Linked DNA regions of Macaca mulatta: region 1 is linked to region 2. Evidence: chromatin contacts called from public Micro-C data. All regions are on one chromosome and are shown on one strand. Each heading gives the region's core, a stretch centred on a gene start, on an enhancer-like site or on the middle of the called end of the contact. The rest is flanking DNA. Distances are from core to core; before and after follow the strand shown.

Region 1 (4,763 bases), core at 1,343-3,842, 75 kb before region 2:
AAGAATCTTCACATCACCATGTTATCCTTTTACGAAGGGGTAATTTAGGCCCAGAGTAGTTTCATTTCTTAAGCAAGGTCACACAGCACATTGAGAACCAACACTGGGGCCCTCTGACTCCTGGAAACATTTTAAAGGACTCTTTAAGGTGAAACCCAAGACATGATTTCGTTGTTTTATAAACAGCAGGAACCTCCCCCATCAAAAGCCCTTTTTTATTCTTTCTTTTCTGGCACTAGCATCTACAGTGATTACAACGTGCAGAATGAAATCATCTGAGTGTGTAGACGATGTATCTGAATTGAGACACGCAGAGTTTGGGCTTGGAATTTGACACGTCCCACACCAGTGCAAACCCTATCGGGTTATCTGGGTGTGCCTGCAGACTTCATAGCCCTGGTCTCACGCTTCTCAGTCCTTTGCCTTGGTGTTCCTGCCCTCTAGTGGCAATAAACTTTACTGCAGTCACATTCACCAGCAGACAACAAATCAAACGGAAGTTAGATTCGAGAAGATAGCACTTTTCAGGAAAGATAAAGGCAACCCCTATCTTTCTCTTTAAAAGCAGACCTCGTTATCATGGGAATGATGTTTAATCTCACACACAAAAACGCGACTATCTAGTCTTTAGCCCGAAACAGATCTTAACTTAGGCATCCAAGTTCCTGGGTTGGAAAATAGATTATATAACTGACCTAGAGAGTCGTGGGAATAAGGGGGCTCAGGGAATCTATAGGGCAGGAACAGAAAGACTTAAAGTGGCAAAAGAGAAGGACATTGGCAGATGGTGCCCCCTGCCAACACTGGCAAGAATTAATTCAAAGTCCTGCCTTCCTCTTTTCCCAGCTTTGAAGGGTCAGTCCCCTAGTCCCCAACCCCACCTCCCTTTGCTCAGTTTACTCCTGCTCCTTCTGCCCGTCTCAGCTCAAGGCTCCCTCCAACTCTGAAAATGAGATGGGCCCTCGTCTTATGCTTTCATGGTATGGGGAACTTTCCCAGCATAAGACTTTTTCACAGTCCGTAGTTTTATGTACAGACTGTGAAATAATCTCTGGTTATTTTCATGTCTACAGTAAATTATATAAGCTCCGTGAGGTTAGGCACTGAGTCTCCCTTAATGACCATTGAATCTGTGCCCCCAAAACAGTGATTAGTACATAGGAGGCCCTCAATTAATGCTGTTCAACGAAATTAATAAAATTGTAAGTGTTGGTTGAATGTGTGACATTTGTTTGCAGACTGAACAAACAGATCTTGTCTCAATGGAGAAAACAAGCCAAGTGTACCTAAGGTCTGTCCACAAGGCTACACAGAGCCAACTGTGAGTGCTTTCCTTGTACAAGCCGAGGGTGGACACTTTCCTTGGACATCACACCAAATGCTCACGATCACCCTGGGGTGAGTAGTTGAGCAAGGGTCTTTACCGTAATTACACTTTTTGATCATGATCATCCATAGGCTCAGCTTTTGCCCCCGCAAAGGTAACAGAATCTGCCTGAAAACAGAGGACCAAAGGACAGGCAGATTGAAAGGCTTTGAGGACATCAGGAGACCTGACCTTCAGAGCTGCCTCTCTGTGTGACCTTGGATGCTACTTTCCTGCACTGGGTCTCCATGCTTTCATTTGTAAAAGAAGGAACTTGAGGTATGTAACATCAAAGTCGTGGTTTTCTGCTGTCGGAAACCCCAACTGAAGCTGGCTTAAAGTAAAAAAAAAAAAAAATGGAATATATTGCTCACGAAACTGCAAAGCCATGGATTCAGGGTTGACTCGATCTAAGATATCAAGCAACGTCATCCAATCCTGGTTTCTCTTCTCCATCCATCAGCTCTGCTTCCCTTTGTGTTCACTCCACTTGTAGGCAAGTTCCTTCTCTGTGAGGGTCTCTGGCAGCTCAAGACTTTCCTCCCCTCAGCAGAAAAGTAAAGGGGCTCTCTCTCAGACCCAGAACTGCAGCTCAGCCATGCCTTTTGGACCACATGAGCCAATCACAGTGGTTAGGGGAAATTCTTGGCTCCACGTGAATCACAGGACCACCACCCAGAGGCCAAGCTCCATGACAGTAATGAGGAAGCACTCTCAAAATGCTGGGGAAGAGGTACTACACACACTGAAACAAAAATGGCACCACAGAGTCAGTGAGCTTTAAGGTCTCTTCTAGCTTTTTTATCTTGCCGTGACTCTGAGATTTGACACCAGGGAAGTAGAAGGGAGAATAAAGCCATAAACACTCTCTAGGGTTAGTCCAACCCCAAATCTTTTGAAAAGCCTAAATGTGGAATAACACTCATCATCCATTCTGAAGGGGGAAACGGGGTGACAGCAGCAGCCCTAGAAAGCAAGTGATGACTTTGACCCTCCAGAAGCCACGGGGCATGAAAATGAATGACATTTTGATAATGCCACCAAAATGGAACATTTCTATTTCCCAAAAAGATGAACAGTCAGTGAGATTCATAAAAAAAGAAGAAAAGAAAACGAAAAGAAAACATTATTAAACTTTCCCTTTCACTGCTTCTTTGTATCTCTGGTTGAAATGGAGCAGGATGCAGGTTGCCATGGTGACGGCTGCATTTTAAATAACAGGGCTCAGGCGCACTGGCTGCTGTCTGTACCGCCCCAGGCAGGAAACAGTTGTGGGGAGAGAGGCAGAGGCTGAGTGAGAAAGGGAAGAAAGCTGCTGGGCTCATCCCAGGACACTGTCACTTCTCCAACTTGTTTTCCTTGCACTGAGGGGAAAAGGTCCAAGAATGATGGACTCTCCAGGTTCTTCATAGAATGAGGGAAGGTGGGAGCCCAGATGCATAAGAACAGAAACTGAGAAGTTACCTTGTCCCGCCCCTACCTGATTCTCTCTTATGACAAATGGATTTCCCCTACACTTACACCCCTTCCCACGAACAACGGGCCCAGCCCACCCAAGTGTTAGATGGGACACTGGAAACCTTTCCCTAAGAACAATGTCCAAAGAGCTAGAGACACAAAGGGCAAGAGCCCAAAGGATTTTTAAGTGAAAGAGGAATTTGCGGTCCAAAGACCAGAACCTGTCAATTCACATAGCCCTAGCCGCATATTCCAGTTCTGCTCCTCTCTCTAGAACCATCCAAGACTGAAATGGAGAGATTCAGGAAGTGGTGAGTTCTCCATGACTGACATATTCAAGCCAACATCAGCCAGCAAGGAGCTGCCTGACAGGGGGCTGTTCAAATCGTTTCAGGCTTCAGAGAGTCACGGTCCTGCTGGGGCAGCTCAGAGAATCCATGCGGTAGAAGACCAAGTCTTTCACCCTGCACCCTTCTACATCCCCAGGCCAGGAAAGAGGGAGACCAGAGGTGGAAACTGGAGGAACCAGCAGCCTGGGAGCCCAGAACTCTGCTGTGATGCCTACACGCTTGTGGGGACTGGCTCTCACAGGAGGTGATCTCTTCTCCACTGCCTTCACTGCCATCCAAGCAGACCCCAAAAAGGACTTGTGTTCTCAGCCTGCCCTGTCCCTTAGCTCCTGGCCAAGGTGGCAGGCAGCCAAAGCCACTCTCTTTTTGTCAGGGGAAAATTTCTAGACGTTAAATAATAATAGTAATAATAATAATAAACACAAAGATTTTTCCTTGTATCTGGAAAAGTGGCAGGATTACTGAAGCTGAACACATCTGACATTTCCCCAGAAATCAGGTGAGCAGAGGCCCCAGGAGAGAAGGGAAGAGCCAAAGAGACAGGGTCTCTGGGTCTGTGACCTGCACCCCTGGGACCCGTCCTGTGCTCCAGGCCTGACAGCCGGCAGCTTGGGACCTGGGATTCCCCATCACTATTCCCGGGAAGGTCAGGACCGCCGGGGAAATGACAGCATCTTAAGAAGGAGATAAAAGCCAGGGAAAGAGAAGAGACAGTGGCCCAGTGTTCACACCACCCCGCCACCCACCTATGCCTTCTCACACAGAGTCAGGAACTCCAAGGTTCTGAGAAAAGGATCTGAGAAAGCAGGGAAACAGCACTGGCCTGGGCCTGCCACACATGCCCCACACACACATACACACACATATACCCCACACAGCCCACACACACACCCCTACATACCCCACACACACACCCCACACACACACCCCACACACACCCATACACACACCCCACACACACATACACACACATATACCCCACACAGCCCACACACACACCCCTACATACCCCACACACACACCCCACACACACCCCACACACACCCATACACACACCCCACACACACACCCCACACACACCCATACACACACCCCACACACACATACACACACATATACCCCACACAGCCCACACACACACCCCTACATACCCCACACACACACCCCACACACACACCCCACACACACCCATACACACACCCCACACACACATACACCACATACACATAAACCACACACACACTCCCCTCACACACACCCATGCACATATACACAGACACCCCTCACACACACCACACACACCCCTCACACCCCATACACAAATACACCACACACACACCACATACACCCCTCACACCCCACACATACAGACACCACACACACACAGACACCACACACACACACCTCTCACACACATACACCACACACACACAGACACCACACACACACACCCCTCACACACATACATCACACACGCACACCCATCACACCCCACACACCCCACACATACAGACACCATGCACACACATACACCACACACACACACCCCTCACACACATACACCACACACACACACCTCTCACACACAT
Region 2 (5,181 bases), core at 2,516-5,015:
GTGCTGGCAGTGTAAGCTAGGGTTTTCAGTGGCAGTGGCATCTGTGCCAGGTTGGCATTGTGTCATCATCACCCAGACTGCTACCCTGGCTGATGCCTGCCCTTCCTTGTTACCTCCCTTTATCTGGTGCCTCTTCTATCATTTTCCTGGCATTTCTCTGAACCACTTGACATGCTCTCAATTGATTCCTTTTCTACTTAAATCAGCCGGGACTGGTTTCTGTTGTCTGCAACTAAGACTCCAGTGGCAACCAAGAAACTCCAGTGTCTTTCCATAAAAGAGTCCCAACTAGTTCAAGGAGCTCAGCCTTGCCTGAGCCTTCTTTGAGTGTGTTTTCTAGCCTATCGACCCCTCTCCCCAACCACTGGTTCACAGAGAGAACCAGATGCAGGTCAAGTCTTTAGATGGACAATTTCCTACTGGACCTTACATTTGGTGCCCACGCATATGTTGCAAAAGCTGCTGGTGGCCCAGGCCCACCTATGTGTCAATTAGGAAAAGGCCTGATAAGCAGAAGGGGATTCCCTGTGCAGGGAATACCTGCACTTTCATACACAATGGCCTTGGTATCACATTTTTTCCAAGGCCGTGTTGGGCTGAGTTGGTATTTTAGGGAGAATATACTAAACACAAGCTTACAAATGAACAGAATCTACATTTGGTTTGGGTTGAGTAGGGAAGCCAGATTGGAAGCCATGGGCTTCACAGAGGCTTATACGCTGAAGGAGGCATAGAACCACTGTTTGCACTCTGGAATCTGTGGATGGGTTTGGGGGACAGGGAGTGTTTTAAAATCCTGGAATTATATATAAAATGTAATGGGGACCTATGCTTTTCTGGAGAGAGGGTCTATAACTCTCATTAGCTCTTCAAAAGGCTTTGTGATCTATCAACCACACACACACACATACACACACACACTCACTCACAACCACTGTTACGGTACTCTTTCATTTGACAGATAAGGAAAGAAAGAACCAGAGGTGTTCAGTATCTTTCCCAAGGTCACAGAGCTGATGAGTGGTCATGTCAGGATGAAAATCCAGGTCCACAGCTCAAACACCAAAACTCTCCATGCTTTAGGTAGCATTTGTATTATCATCCCAATGAGATATCTTTATCAGGAGAATTCTATCCAGTCAGGAATGTCCCAGAACTGGCAGCAAAGGCGTCACAGGAAGGCGTTTCCTAGCATGAGCAATGCAGCTTTTCTAAACATCAGTATTCCCCGGCCCCAGCCACTTCGCCCAGCCCTGGCCAGGTTAGAACAGGCCTGCAGTGGTGGTGGAGGCGATGAAGGGCCACCAGGGGTAAACCCCACCCTCCTACTGTTCCCCCCCCACTTCCCTGTCCCTGCAACTTGTAAGCACCTGCACATAGGGGCCAAGCAGAGACTCAGGAAGCCTGTGGGCAGGAAAGCCACAAGTTGCTCAACTAGTACTTTAAAACAAAAAAAGTTTAATATTTTGTAAAGTCCCACACAAATAATACTGGTCTCTCACACCACACCCAAGGCCACATGGGGGTAGGCAGCCTTGTACAGTCACATTCACCTTTCTCAAACAAGGCTTCCCTTTCTTGGGTGCTTATGATACTCATTTCATCTCATCGGTTTAAAATATCAGGGGCAGGGCCACCAAATAACTTCCCCAGTGGTTTACTTCCAGGAAGTTTGTTTCGTTTTTGAAAAACCTTAGGAATTACCATAATAACAACTAAGTTATGGTCCAGACACTATGGCAAGCAATTACCATGCATATAATAATTTGATCATCACAATAAGGATAAATCACATTATTGTCCCTAATTTATAGACAAGGAAGCTGAAGCCAAAGAGGTTCAGTGATCTGCTGAAAGTTACAAAACTGGTCGAAGGCAGAGCAATGATTTAAATCCAGGTCTCTTGGACTCCAGGGTCTAAACTGCTGGCTCTTCCTAGAGGTTGAATTGCCTCTCAGGAGACGGGGTGTCAGCTGGGATTTTGGAGAATCTGCAGCTTTCCCCAGCCCCTTCAAAGGTTCTAGGCACACAAAAAAGAGGATGTCCTGCTAAGTATTATATCTCCTTCCAATAAGAATCAGTACTTCAGAGAGTCTTAGACCATTAGATCCCAAAGAATTGCAGAGATTATCTCCTCCAACCTCTTCATTTTATAGATGAGGACAGCAAGGCTCAGGGAGGGCAAGCAACCAGTGCAGAAAACACAGCTAGCAAGCAGTCCCTCGACTCCAGCCCAGGAAGCCATACACCATGCCAGTATCTCCACAGGGGGAGACACTGTGTCCACTCGTATATAGGAGATGATTTTAGGGGTACACAGAAAAAACTTTAAATAGTGTTGATCTTGAAAGTGGATCTGCCATTCGATCCTACTGGGAATCCACCCAAAGGAAAAGAAGTCATTATATGAAAAAGACACTTGCACACCCATGTTTATAGCATCACAATTCACAATTACAAAAATATGGAACCAACCTAAATGCCTATCAACCAATGAGTGGATAAAGAAAATGTGGTATATATACCCCATGGAATACTACTCAGCCACAAAAAGGAATGAAATAATGGCATTCACAGCAACCTGGATGGAGCTGGAGACTATTGTTCTAAGTGAAGTAACTCAGGAATGGAAAACCAAATATCGTATGTTCTCACTTTTAAGTGGGAGCTCAGCTATGAGGATGCAAAGGCATAAGAATGATATAATGGACTTTAGGGACTCCGGGGGAAAGGGTGAGAGGGGTGAGGGATGAAAGACTGGACATTGGGTTCAATATACACTGTTCCAGCGATGGGTACACCGAAATCTCAGAAATCACCACTAAAGAACTTATCCATGTAACCAAACACCACTTGTTCCCAAAAACTATTGAAATTAAAAAATAAAAATAAAATAATGTTGATCAACATCATCAGAAAACTATTCCCTTTTCACTTCTGTTTTAGTCTTTCTGATTACTTGAAGGAGAATCTCAATTCAGTGCTAATATATCTTTGACAGCCTTCCTTAAACATTTCCTTAAGAAACTCTTTTAAGAGAGAAAATGGATCCTTGGTGGGAAACCGTATCAGTATCAGCAAGAACTTAGTACCATTGCTTTTTTTCTTTTTGTCTTGGTTACTCTCCAATTATGTCAAATGATGCAAATTTTCCATTGACACATTAAAGTTTCCGTTTAAATATATGTATTCATGTTAAAGAAAAATTAAGTTGATTTAAAGAAAAATACTAAACGAACACTGCTCACTGCCTATAACAATTTTTTAAAGCAGTATCAATGAAAATAAACATGTTACTTCGTAATCACTGTGTAAGCAAGTCACTCAGTAAGGAAACTAAAATTTTAAAGCATGTGACTGTACTCATGCTGGGTACATGTGACCAGAAATCTATCACGCTAACATGGGGGTGAGCACCACGATCTGTGACTTCTTCGTGTCACTCCCCACCACAACCCCTGTACCACTCCGCGGACGTCAGGAGGAGTCTAACCGGGCGATTCCAGTTGAAGGAGAAACGGCCAACGCCACTACGGAGGCGGACTGACTGTGCGAGCAGATCGCAGCAGGGAAAGCGGTATGCCGCCCCCTGGTGGGCAGTTAGGAAATTAGCCCGGCACCTTTGTCATCTGGTGTAGATAGACAAGCCTAATGCTTGTTAAGACATACTTTCCTAAAAGGAAAAGGTCTCATTTGCATTCTATGTAAGCGGACATGTAAGCATAGGCATACACTGCCTGTGGATATCACTTCAGGATAGTACAGGAGGTATTACGAAATCTTTCATACAGAAAGGGGCTTTTATGTCTGATAAGGCTGAGAACTACTGTCCTAGAGCAGCAGGACCCGGCGCTCCCTGCTTGACTTAACAGCCAGGGAAGGACAAGCTTCTCTGGAGACCGCTTCGTGGTACCAAGTGTGCCTTCTAGCTCGATGTTGCAAAAGTTACTTAACCAATCAGAGCCCAAGTTTCCAACCGTCAGTAATGAATGCTCACGCATACCCACACCCCATGGCGTTGCTCTGAGAGTCCAAAGGACGATGCGTGTGAGGCACTTAGCACTGATCTGGCAGCAAGTAAGTACTTATCAATGTCAGGTGGTGGTGGTAACAGCGCTCTCCCTTCCACCAACCTTTCCACCCCAGTTTTATTAAAAGAGGTCTGATTTAAAAGAAAAGAGGAAAAAGAAAAAAAATCAGGATTTTCAAGCAAAACTTACCACATCCATCAAGCTGAGGAAATCCTAAAGATATCAGATCTCAACCTACCACCCATCTCAGCTGAAAGAACATTTCTAAATTAGAGGAAGCTGCGAATGACTGACTGAGAAGGCAGGAGGTGCCCTCTAGTGGCATGGTTACATTAGCTTGGGAGGAAAGGTGATGTAGATCATTTTCAAAGGGAAGGACGAAACCAATTGTTAAACTGAGGCAGGAGATGCTTCAAAGATGTAAGTGGGAATTTACCGTCTACTCTGTGGACCATCGAAGATGCCTTTAGGATCTGACCGTAGCCAACAGCAAGTGGCATGCTGAAGGTCAGATCAGTTAGTCAAGGGCGGAGCTGGGAATTGAACAAATCCAGAAATCTCGCTCTTGACAGCAATCCTCTTGCTAGTAGGAGCTGTGGCTTGTGTCATTTTACATCCTTCAAAGCAGGAACCACAGGGTTTTGTATACATAGATAGAGTATTCAATAAATTACTTGATGAAATAGTATTTACAAAATGATCGTTTGTGAAATAATGAATAATACATTATTTCATTTGTTGCTCACAATAACTGTGAGACAGCCTAGTTTCCTGATAAGGAAATTAAGTCTCTGGTCAAGTAACTTGCCTAAGATCACAAAGCCAGGATTCAAACCAAGCATATTAACTCCAGAGCCTGGGTGCTCATCCACTAGACATGCTGTTCTCAAACTGTTTGGTCTCAGAATTCCTTTACAGTCTGGGTTTTGTTGTTGTTTGTGGAGATGGGGTTTTACTATGCTCAAGCAATCCTCCCACTTCAGCCTCCCAAAGCACTGGGATTATAGATGCAAGCCACCTGGCCTGGCTTCTTTTACACTCTTAAAAAAATTTTAAAGGATGAAAAAGAGTCTTTGTTTGTAAGGATTATACCTATCAATCTTTACAGTTTTAGAAATTAAAGCTGAGGAGTTTAAAATATATTTACTTA

Evidence for each region. A called contact is a pair of places that touch in the nucleus more often than the background predicts.
Region 1: a Micro-C map of CD4 T cells shows a contact between it and region 2, with 12 times the contacts expected there. The contact joins two enhancer-like sites. A contact is called at or near these places in 5 of 14 Hi-C or Micro-C datasets (CD4 T cells, cortical neurons, fetal cortex germinal zone and 2 more).

Annotation. Positions count from the first base shown.
Region 1 is chr6:169,369,685-169,374,447 of T2T-MMU8v2.0, reverse strand. No RefSeq gene overlaps it. Among named protein-coding and RNA genes, the nearest start is that of MIR146A, 23 kb to the right of the region's middle. Within about 2 kb of position 2,592, at least 22 of the 40 cell types and tissues checked have an H3K27ac peak or open chromatin away from gene starts, as enhancers often do. A contact at or near this core is called in CD4 T cells, where this site is marked.
Region 2 is chr6:169,295,120-169,300,300 of T2T-MMU8v2.0, reverse strand. No RefSeq gene overlaps it. Among named protein-coding and RNA genes, the nearest start is that of PTTG1, 18 kb to the right of the region's middle. Within about 2 kb of position 3,765, at least 21 of the 40 cell types and tissues checked have an H3K27ac peak or open chromatin away from gene starts, as enhancers often do. A contact at or near this core is called in CD4 T cells, where this site is marked.